Linked DNA regions of Mus musculus: region 2 is linked to region 1. Evidence: chromatin contacts called from public promoter capture Hi-C data. All regions are on one chromosome and are shown on one strand. Each heading gives the region's core, a stretch centred on a gene start, on an enhancer-like site or on the middle of the called end of the contact. The rest is flanking DNA. Distances are from core to core; before and after follow the strand shown.

Region 1 (4,160 bases), core at 1,055-3,554:
AGAACATCTGCAGTCATTACCAAGAATGAGGGAACTACAGGACCAGCAATCCCACACTCCAGGGCTCAGTCAACCGCCAGCTGGGACAGAAAAATTAGTCTCCCTGTGGGCTGGCATTTCTACAAGGTCACCAATTGCATTCAGATTTTTTTTATGCCCCTTAAAAGATAACTTGGGGTGGTGGGCTTTAAAGCACACCTTGGACAAGTAGTACAACATGAGAGAACATCTTCAAAGGCCTAACAAAAACAGAAATTAATTTTAAAAATGTTAAACTCTCAGAGAAGCTAAGCAGGATAGCAAAAGATTAACATTTCAGGTTCGTTACACCAGAACCTCACAAAATATGGACTATTTACTTGGTGAATGAAGAAAAGGAGCTACAACCTTCCCGCTCTTGGGTTCCAACCCTAGCCTCACCGGTGCTGGATCGTGAGAGGTTCCTCTGGTTTTCTTAGCTTCAGATCACTAATCTGACAAGTGGCAATAACTGTGCCCATGTGGTCATATTACAGGGACTGGCTCAAGTCGTGATGCCAGGAAGAGGAGACTTCCCAACAAACGGCAGTCATCTGGAAAGCTCTCTAGGAGGGATCGATGTGCTAGTTCCTGACCAAATAGATCTAACAGTTAATTCACCTCAAGCTATTTCCTAATTGACCAACTGTTCTATAAATCTGTATCGGATTGAGGCTATTTGTGTCTGACACCAAATCAGACCATTGGACATGCCCTCAAACTACCCACCCTTTCCCGTGAACCAAGCATAGCCTGTCTGCTAATCACCAGACCTCTTACATGGTATTCTGTGGTAGGCAAAACCCAGACTTGGGAAGAATGACACTCTTTACTTTGCTAGCCAAGGTTTCTCTGACTTGCGCAGGTGAATACAAAATACACGAAAGGATTGTAACATACACGGGCATGGATGCCCCTTTCTTCTTAAGAATTAACTACTTAACATGAGCAAAGTGTCTTTGGACTAATAGTCTATATATCCTGCACTAATATAGATGATGCCCCAATCAAATCTTAAGAAACACTTTGCCTATAAACAGACTGCATATAACATTAGCAGCTCCGGTCTCAACTAATTAAAATGTGGGTTAGGAATAAACCCTGTAGGATCTGTGACTAACATAGTTTTAAATAACAATGTGAATTTTCCTCCCACACAACCAATGATCAACTACTGTAATCATTGTGCTAAAAAATATATTTGCAAGATAATTCAATTTATTTGTACTATTTCTCCAAAATCAAGATTATAGAAAGTACTTCTTTTCTCTGGGAAAAAAAAAAGTGCTTTTAAATTATAAAGTAAGCTATGAATAATTGTTATCTTCTGGAAATTGAAAATTTGGAAGATCCCACGAACTTGAAAACCATTTTTGTCACTTGCTTCATGAATCACTCGGAAAATTAACTATGTATGCTCCCAAGATAAATTACTTCCTTGGAATGTCACTAGATTCAAAGATTCTCCCCCATTGAGTAGCAGGCTGATATCTTTATTCAAAGATTCTATCATTGTCATCATTTCAAGGGTTATACAGGCAAGAGGCAGGACTTATTATCTCTAGCACCGTTTGGGGGAAAGAGAAATCGGTTAGAATATAAGGGCTATCACTGGATCCCTCGTTATCTTACAGAAGCAGAAATAATATCCCACCCCTCTTCTGGAATTTATGGTAGATGCTAAGGGCATGTGACATTGGATAATATTGTTTGGAATCTTCAGTACCATAGCGATTCGTTCACATAGCTAGTTAACAACCGATAAACACTCAGAAATACACAAACACTGCCTGACTCAACTCAACTAACCTTCCTGGGGCCTCTCGAAAACTGGGGGATGGAGCTTCGGGAGGTTGGGGAGGGTGAGAGGTACCTTTGCTCCAAGGCGTAGGGCCTCCGCACATTTAAAGCATGTAGCGATGGTGGCACAGCTTTTGGGGGAATGCTGAGCCTTTGCCTCGGGTAGGGAAAAAGCTACCAGGGATGCAGAAAGGGGACACTGCAGCCATGGCACACCACCATCTTCCCTAAACACCAGAGATGCGGGCGCTCCAGCTGCTTCTGAGGGTTGGAGAAAAGCCCAAAAGGCTCCAGGAAGGCTCGGGGGAGGTGCTGGCTCTACGCCAGCAGCGGAAGGAGAAGGGGTGGGTCGGCATGCAGACCAAAGCTGGAAGGCAAGCGCCAAGCGCTGGCGACAGGCAGCAGCAGCCCACTCGCGACCGGGAGGGGTTCTCACGCCCCCTGCTCCGGGGTGACTGCACCCGAGCTCAGAAGGAAGCGTGGAGGGGGGTAGGAAAGGATGAATCATCCCGCCCCACTTCTTCTCGGCTTGCGCCAGCCCCCTCCTAAAATCCCGCAGCAGCCAGCAGGCGATGCCGGGGCTCCAGCTCCGACTCATAGAGCCCTCAGCGACCTGCAGAGGAGAGGAGACGGACAAGGCGGGAGGCCAATAAGAAAGCAGCTCTCACGGCCACCGTCCGATGAGCCTCCGCTCCCTGGCGGGGCGGGGCTAGCAGTGGGAAGGGGGCGGACCCGGGCTGGCGCGCAGCGCGGAGGCTCGGTGGCTCACAGAGAGAGCGCATCCTGGGGAGTCGGCGCCTAGGCGACCGGGGAAGGCGCCACCACCGCCGCCGCTGGCCAAGGTGCTGGCCACCACAGGCCCATCGGCTGCTTCGCCAGGTCAGGCCCCCTCCGCCGCAGCCGCTGCTGCCTCGCTTCCAGCCAGGTCCCCATGGAAGAGATGGAAGAAGAGTTAAAATGCCCTGTGTGTGGCTCCTTCTATCGGGAGCCCATCATCTTGCCCTGCTCTCACAATTTATGTCAGGCGTGCGCCCGCAACATCCTGGTGCAGACCCCGGAGTCCGAGTCCCCCCAGAGCCGCCGGGCCTCGGGCTCTGGGGTTTCTGACTATGATTATCTGGACCTGGACAAGATGAGCCTGTACAGCGAGGCGGACAGCGGCTATGGCTCCTACGGAGGTTTCGCCAGCGCCCCCACTACCCCGTGCCAGAAGTCGCCCAACGGCGTCCGCGTTTTCCCCCCTGCTATGCCGCCACCGCCCACCCACCTGTCACCGGCTTTGGCCCCTGTGCCCCGCAATTCCTGCATCACCTGCCCCCAGTGCCACCGCAGCCTCATTCTGGATGACCGGGGGCTCCGCGGTTTCCCCAAGAACCGCGTCCTGGAAGGGGTCATCGACCGCTACCAACAGAGCAAAGCCGCGGCCCTCAAGTGCCAGCTCTGCGAGAAGGCGCCCAAGGAAGCCACGGTCATGTGTGAACAGTGCGATGTCTTCTACTGCGACCCTTGCCGTCTGCGCTGCCACCCGCCCCGGGGTCCCCTAGCCAAACACCGTCTGGTGCCCCCGGCCCAGGGCCGCGTCAGCCGGCGGCTGAGCCCGCGCAAGGTCTCCACCTGCACAGACCACGAGCTGGAGAACCACAGCATGTACTGCGTGCAATGCAAGATGCCCGTGTGCTACCAGTGCCTAGAGGAGGGCAAACACTCCAGCCACGAAGTCAAGGCTTTGGGGGCTATGTGGAAATTGCACAAGGTGAGTCCTATGCAACCCACCCCTGACTCCCCGCGCCCTAGGGTCCTCCAGATTTGCAGCACTCGGTCCCTCCTAGGGTGACAGCGCATCCCAGTGGGGGCGCAGTGCAAGTGCCTTCGGCGTCTGCCTTGAGATCTGGTGCATTGCAGGAGGCTCAGGGGACGTTTGAGGCGACGCAGGGAAGTTGAAGGTCTCCAGAGAGTGGTTGTAGGAATACCTTAGCACGGGTCTCCCTTCCCATGCATTCTGCCTGTGAGCTGGGCCTAAGATGCCCCCTCTTTAGTCTGCAGCCTATCTATGGTCGCCACCACCATAGGGCAAAGCCTACTTGGTTTGACGGAGGCTCGCGGGTGGCAGAGGCCTCCGGGCATGCGCCTCTACAGGGTGGGCTGAGGGCTTGGGAGACTAGGGCAGGTCGGGGCAGTGGGGTTGGGTAGACCTCAGGGGGCTATCTCAGCAAAGGAGACAGAAGCCCTGATGCACAGCGGGGGCGGGGAGAGACTCCGTGGCTGGAATACTGATGAGTTGGCTCTGAGCTGGACCTGACTCTGCTGAAAGAGAAGCAGGTCTGGGTGCCCAGAACTCCTGT
Region 2 (4,160 bases), core at 541-3,040, 530 kb before region 1:
GCTTTCCTGTAAGTGGTTGTTAATTAGAGATAGCGTCTGGGTTAGGAATGGGCACTCCTTCCCCCTCTCAGCCTGAGACCCTTGTCTAGCTGCGACCTGTGCAGCCCTCGTGTGCTGCCAGAGTCTCGGGGAGTCTGTGAGCACAGTGCACACCTTAAATTACCTTTATGTGTCTGTCACTTGACAGTGTGACCAGAGCTATCTAGCTTGAGAACTCTGGGTAGCTGGACACATATAGACTGGTAGACACAAACTGAGCAGAAGAGCTGCGTTCCCCTTCCCAAACTTTGCCCTAGACTACTCTGTACCTCTGTAATATCCTTTATATATAATATACTCCTAAATGTGCGAGCAAATAAGCCAGGTTTCTCACTGTTGAAGAAAGAAGCCATAAGCAATGGAAAGAAGAGGCGGACTGAATCTCATGGAACTGGATTGTCATCAGAAGTGTTAACTCGAGCTCACGGATATCACAGAAAGTGTGTGGAGGAACTTTTGCCAAAACTAACATCACCATAAGGACATAAATAATTAGTGTGCCCCATGATACTGTACAGTGAGAATGGCACTTTATCATTTATCTGATATCCCCACCCAAATCACGCATAACCTGAATTAACCATAAGGAAACATAAACCAAACCCAAATTAAAGGACATTCCACAAAGTAACCTGACTGTTCTCTTAAAAAAAGAAAAGGGGGAGGAAAAAAAAAAAGCCAAGGCCACAAGGGAGGCTGAGGGGTGGCTGAAGAATAAAGACTTGAAACCAGACCATCTGTGACTATGATGGACAGTCCTAGGACCCCTGGAGAAAACTAAAGACTACTTAGCACTGGGGCATGGACTTCCTGATTGTAATGTTGCCACGTGGTTACGTAGAAGATGCTGCTGGTCTCACGTGTGGAGAGATGGGAAACAGGAAGGTAGATCACAGATGGAGGAAGAAATGTTGGTGTTAATACCTAAGGAGACTCTCATTGTCTTCTTGGAACTTTGAAATTATTTCAATACAAAACTGAAAGAATGGCATTGTGATTCTTGCTATTTAGATGGATTTTTAAAGAGTGTTAGATTGACTGAATCTTAAAAATGCCAATGTTCAAAGTACATTCTTTCCAACTATTGAACAGACAGTGACAATTTCAGTCACCAATTTAAAATGGTGTGAGTGGCTTCAAGGCAGTAAAGCCATCCTCCACACCCCGATGGTGGATACATGCAGTACATCTGTCTAAAGTCGTGGGATACAAACACCAGGAGGGAAGCCACGTGGGAAGGATGGACTCTGGGCGATAGAGTGTCAGGTTGGGGATGACAGTGGGGACGCTATACCTGCATGTGCATGGTGTTCTAGAACCCTCTATACTTCCTCCTCACCTGCCTGGGAATCCAAATCCACACTAAGAACGAAAAACCTGTGATGCAAATTCTGAAATGCACGTCCATCCTGCAAAGCTGGCACAACAGCAGCTTCTGTCTGTCACATTACATTGTCTTGACAGTGAGGGAAGTCTGGTGGCATGTCTGAACCCCTTCAGACACGACTGCTAGCCAGCAGTAGAACCAGAATCTGAACCAGGTCACCTGACTGCCGTTCCACTGCTCTTTCACCACACTGCAAACTCTCCTTTAAAGAGCAACTTAAAAGCTCTTGTTTGGAATCTGGAGGAAGCTATGAACTGGTTTTCTTGGACCGGCTTGTTGAACCACAGAGATCAACAGTCTGGCTGCAGGTGCAGAAGGAAGAACGCCTTTGAGGGCACAGCAAGAGTCGTCTGGAATCTAGGCAGCAGCTTCCCGCTTCTAGACCCAAAGATGGTGGTTAGCCTTCCTGTTTTCACTGCACTGACTACTACAGGAGTGAAGCAGAGGGCAAATGGCTGACATGCAGGGCTGTCTGCATTCCTCATTCCATGTTCCAAGAAAGGCAACCGAACACAGTTCCCATTTTGGAAGAAAGGGAGCCCGCTTTTTCTGTTGACAATATATTTTCTAACTTGGCAGATATAAACATTCACAGCACCGACCAGATTCTCAAACTATCACAACCTTTAGATTTAAAACAATCCGAGAAAACGACTATACACATAAATGTAGAGAGTATAATTAAACACAAGTAAATCTCCTTGAAAAAGATGAGCAGACATGTTAAAATATTCTGAGATTTAAAAAGTAAAGCGGAGAAATTTCTAGATATACTTTGACATAAGAGAGCTTTTAACAAATGGCTGTAAGTCCCAAGGGTCTGGTGCTAAGTAAGGGACATGAGACAGGGAGTGCCTATGAAATCCTTCCCTGCAAATTCCTAATATAATGGTGGAAGAAAATGACTGCATTTTACAGTCACACCGCCTGACTAGAAAAAAGAAAAGGACGTGACGAAAAACAGAAAAAAAAAATTCAATTAATCCATCACTGTCATACTTTTAATTGCAAGAGAATCTGAACAGAAGAAAGGCAGTTTTACTATGTTCAAAATTTTGGTAATGTCACAAGCCATTATCATTTGTAGCGTTGTAGATGGTAATGACAAATGACAAAAACCATCTCCTTTCCTCCAAGATAGGGCTGGTCTCCGTGGTCACGAAAACAGCAGCAACAATAAAAACCAAGCCTGGCTCATTAAAACAAAATGAAACAAAAGGAACGACATTACTAAGTCTAAAACGTAACAACAATAATAAAAATCCCAAATCACATAAGAAGTACATCAGCTGACATTGGAAAATAAATACTACACTTGGAACGGGGATCAGTGGATGGGTATTTTGACAGCTCACGTAGCACGATGGCTTTAGACTTTAAAATGTCATGTCCTTGGAGACAGTTGGCTAAAGATACCAGAGAGTGGACTGAAACTTACTTTGTATAACACTGAGACCAAAGAGGTGACTGTCCTTTAACCTGAGCAGGTCACACACCTGGACCAGCAACTGGTGACACAGAATTTTAACCTGTGGGAGGGAGAGAAAAAGAAAGACACTTGAGCTACTTAAATTCAGCCACACTGACACAATCAGGCACTTTTTAAACTTTGTAAATCTACACCTTCACAGGACACCCTGACATCAGTAAAATCACCCCTGGTTTTTGGAAATCTCTGCAACCTGGGGCTGTGTCTCAATGACTATCAGTTGTACAGCATGATAACCGGGTACCAATGCAATCTTACACAAGACTCATAAATCTCATGACACGTGGGTCAGGGTCTCAGATCATGCATGAAAAACAGGGCCTTTAGAAGAGCTTGCTCCATTAAAGGTATTTACTTGGCAGTATGTTCTGTCTTTTACCATTTTTTCTTACATGAATGGATACATTTTTATACAGTATTCAATGTTTTGGTATAAGTATACCCTACAGCGGTGTTCTCAAATGCTGTGATCCTTTAACACAGGTCGTCATATTGTGGTGAACTGCCTTCATATAGTTATTTTTGTTGCTACTTCATAATTGCAATTTTACCACTTTTTTTTAGATTTATATATTTATTATATGTAAGTACACCATAGATGTCTCATTACAGATGGTTGTGAGCCACCATGTGGTTGCTGGGATTTGAACTCAGGGCCTTCGGAAGAGCAGTCGGTGCTCTTAACCACTGAGCCATCTCTCCAGCCCAATTTTACCACTTTTAAGAATCATAATGCAAATATCTGTTTTCTGATGGTCTTAGGCAACCCCCTGTGAAAGGGTGGTTTACCACTCCTAGGGGTCATGACCCCTAGGCTGAGAACTGCTGCCTGCAGAATGGCTTAACCAATGCAACGCCTCACATCATTTTGGTATGTGGTAAGAACACTTAAGATCTACCCTCAGGCAGCAATGTCTAGGTATCCGGCACATTATTAGTTATGGTTTCCATTCTGCAGAGTCTTTTTGATCTTATTCATCCTCTTAGCTGAAACATCAGACCCTTTGGCCAGCATCTCCCTGCCCTGCCCACTTCAGGCCCTGGTAACTACCGTGCACTCTGCTCCTATGAGGTAAGGTACCCTTTTATGACTGCACAAAGGAGCCCATGCAGTCTGTGCCTAACTTACGACATTTAGTATAATGCTTTGCAGATTTACCCATAGTGTAGCAAATGACAAGTCTCCCTCCTGACGTGGCCTAATTACTCCACCATGTGTGGACGTACCACACTGTCTCTTCAGTC

The links. Promoter capture Hi-C pulls out the DNA fragments that hold promoters and counts their contacts.
Region 2: a promoter capture Hi-C map of hematopoietic stem and progenitor cells shows a contact between it and region 1, with 2.4 times the contacts expected there. The contact joins the enhancer-like site here to the promoter of Trim9 in region 1. A contact is called at or near these places in 9 of 39 promoter capture datasets (the HPC-7 cell line, cranial neural crest, embryonic stem cells and 5 more) and 3 of 115 datasets of contacts at active chromatin or transcription factors (astrocytes, embryonic stem cells and forebrain).

What each region holds. Positions count from the first base shown.
Region 1 is chr12:70,345,758-70,349,917 of GRCm38.p6, reverse strand. Trim9 (tripartite motif-containing 9) reads left to right here and starts at 2,304. Exons shown (of 14, transcript NM_001286388.1): 1 at 2,304-3,571. The coding sequence starts at 2,750.
Region 2 is chr12:70,871,286-70,875,445 of GRCm38.p6, reverse strand. Frmd6 (FERM domain containing 6) reads right to left here. Exons shown (of 14, transcript NM_028127.3): 3 at 2,865-2,955. Among named protein-coding and RNA genes, the nearest start is that of Gm32664, 30 kb to the left of the region's middle. Within about 2 kb of position 1,790, at least 17 of the 459 cell types and tissues checked have an H3K27ac peak or open chromatin away from gene starts, as enhancers often do. A contact at or near this core is called in hematopoietic stem and progenitor cells, where this site is marked.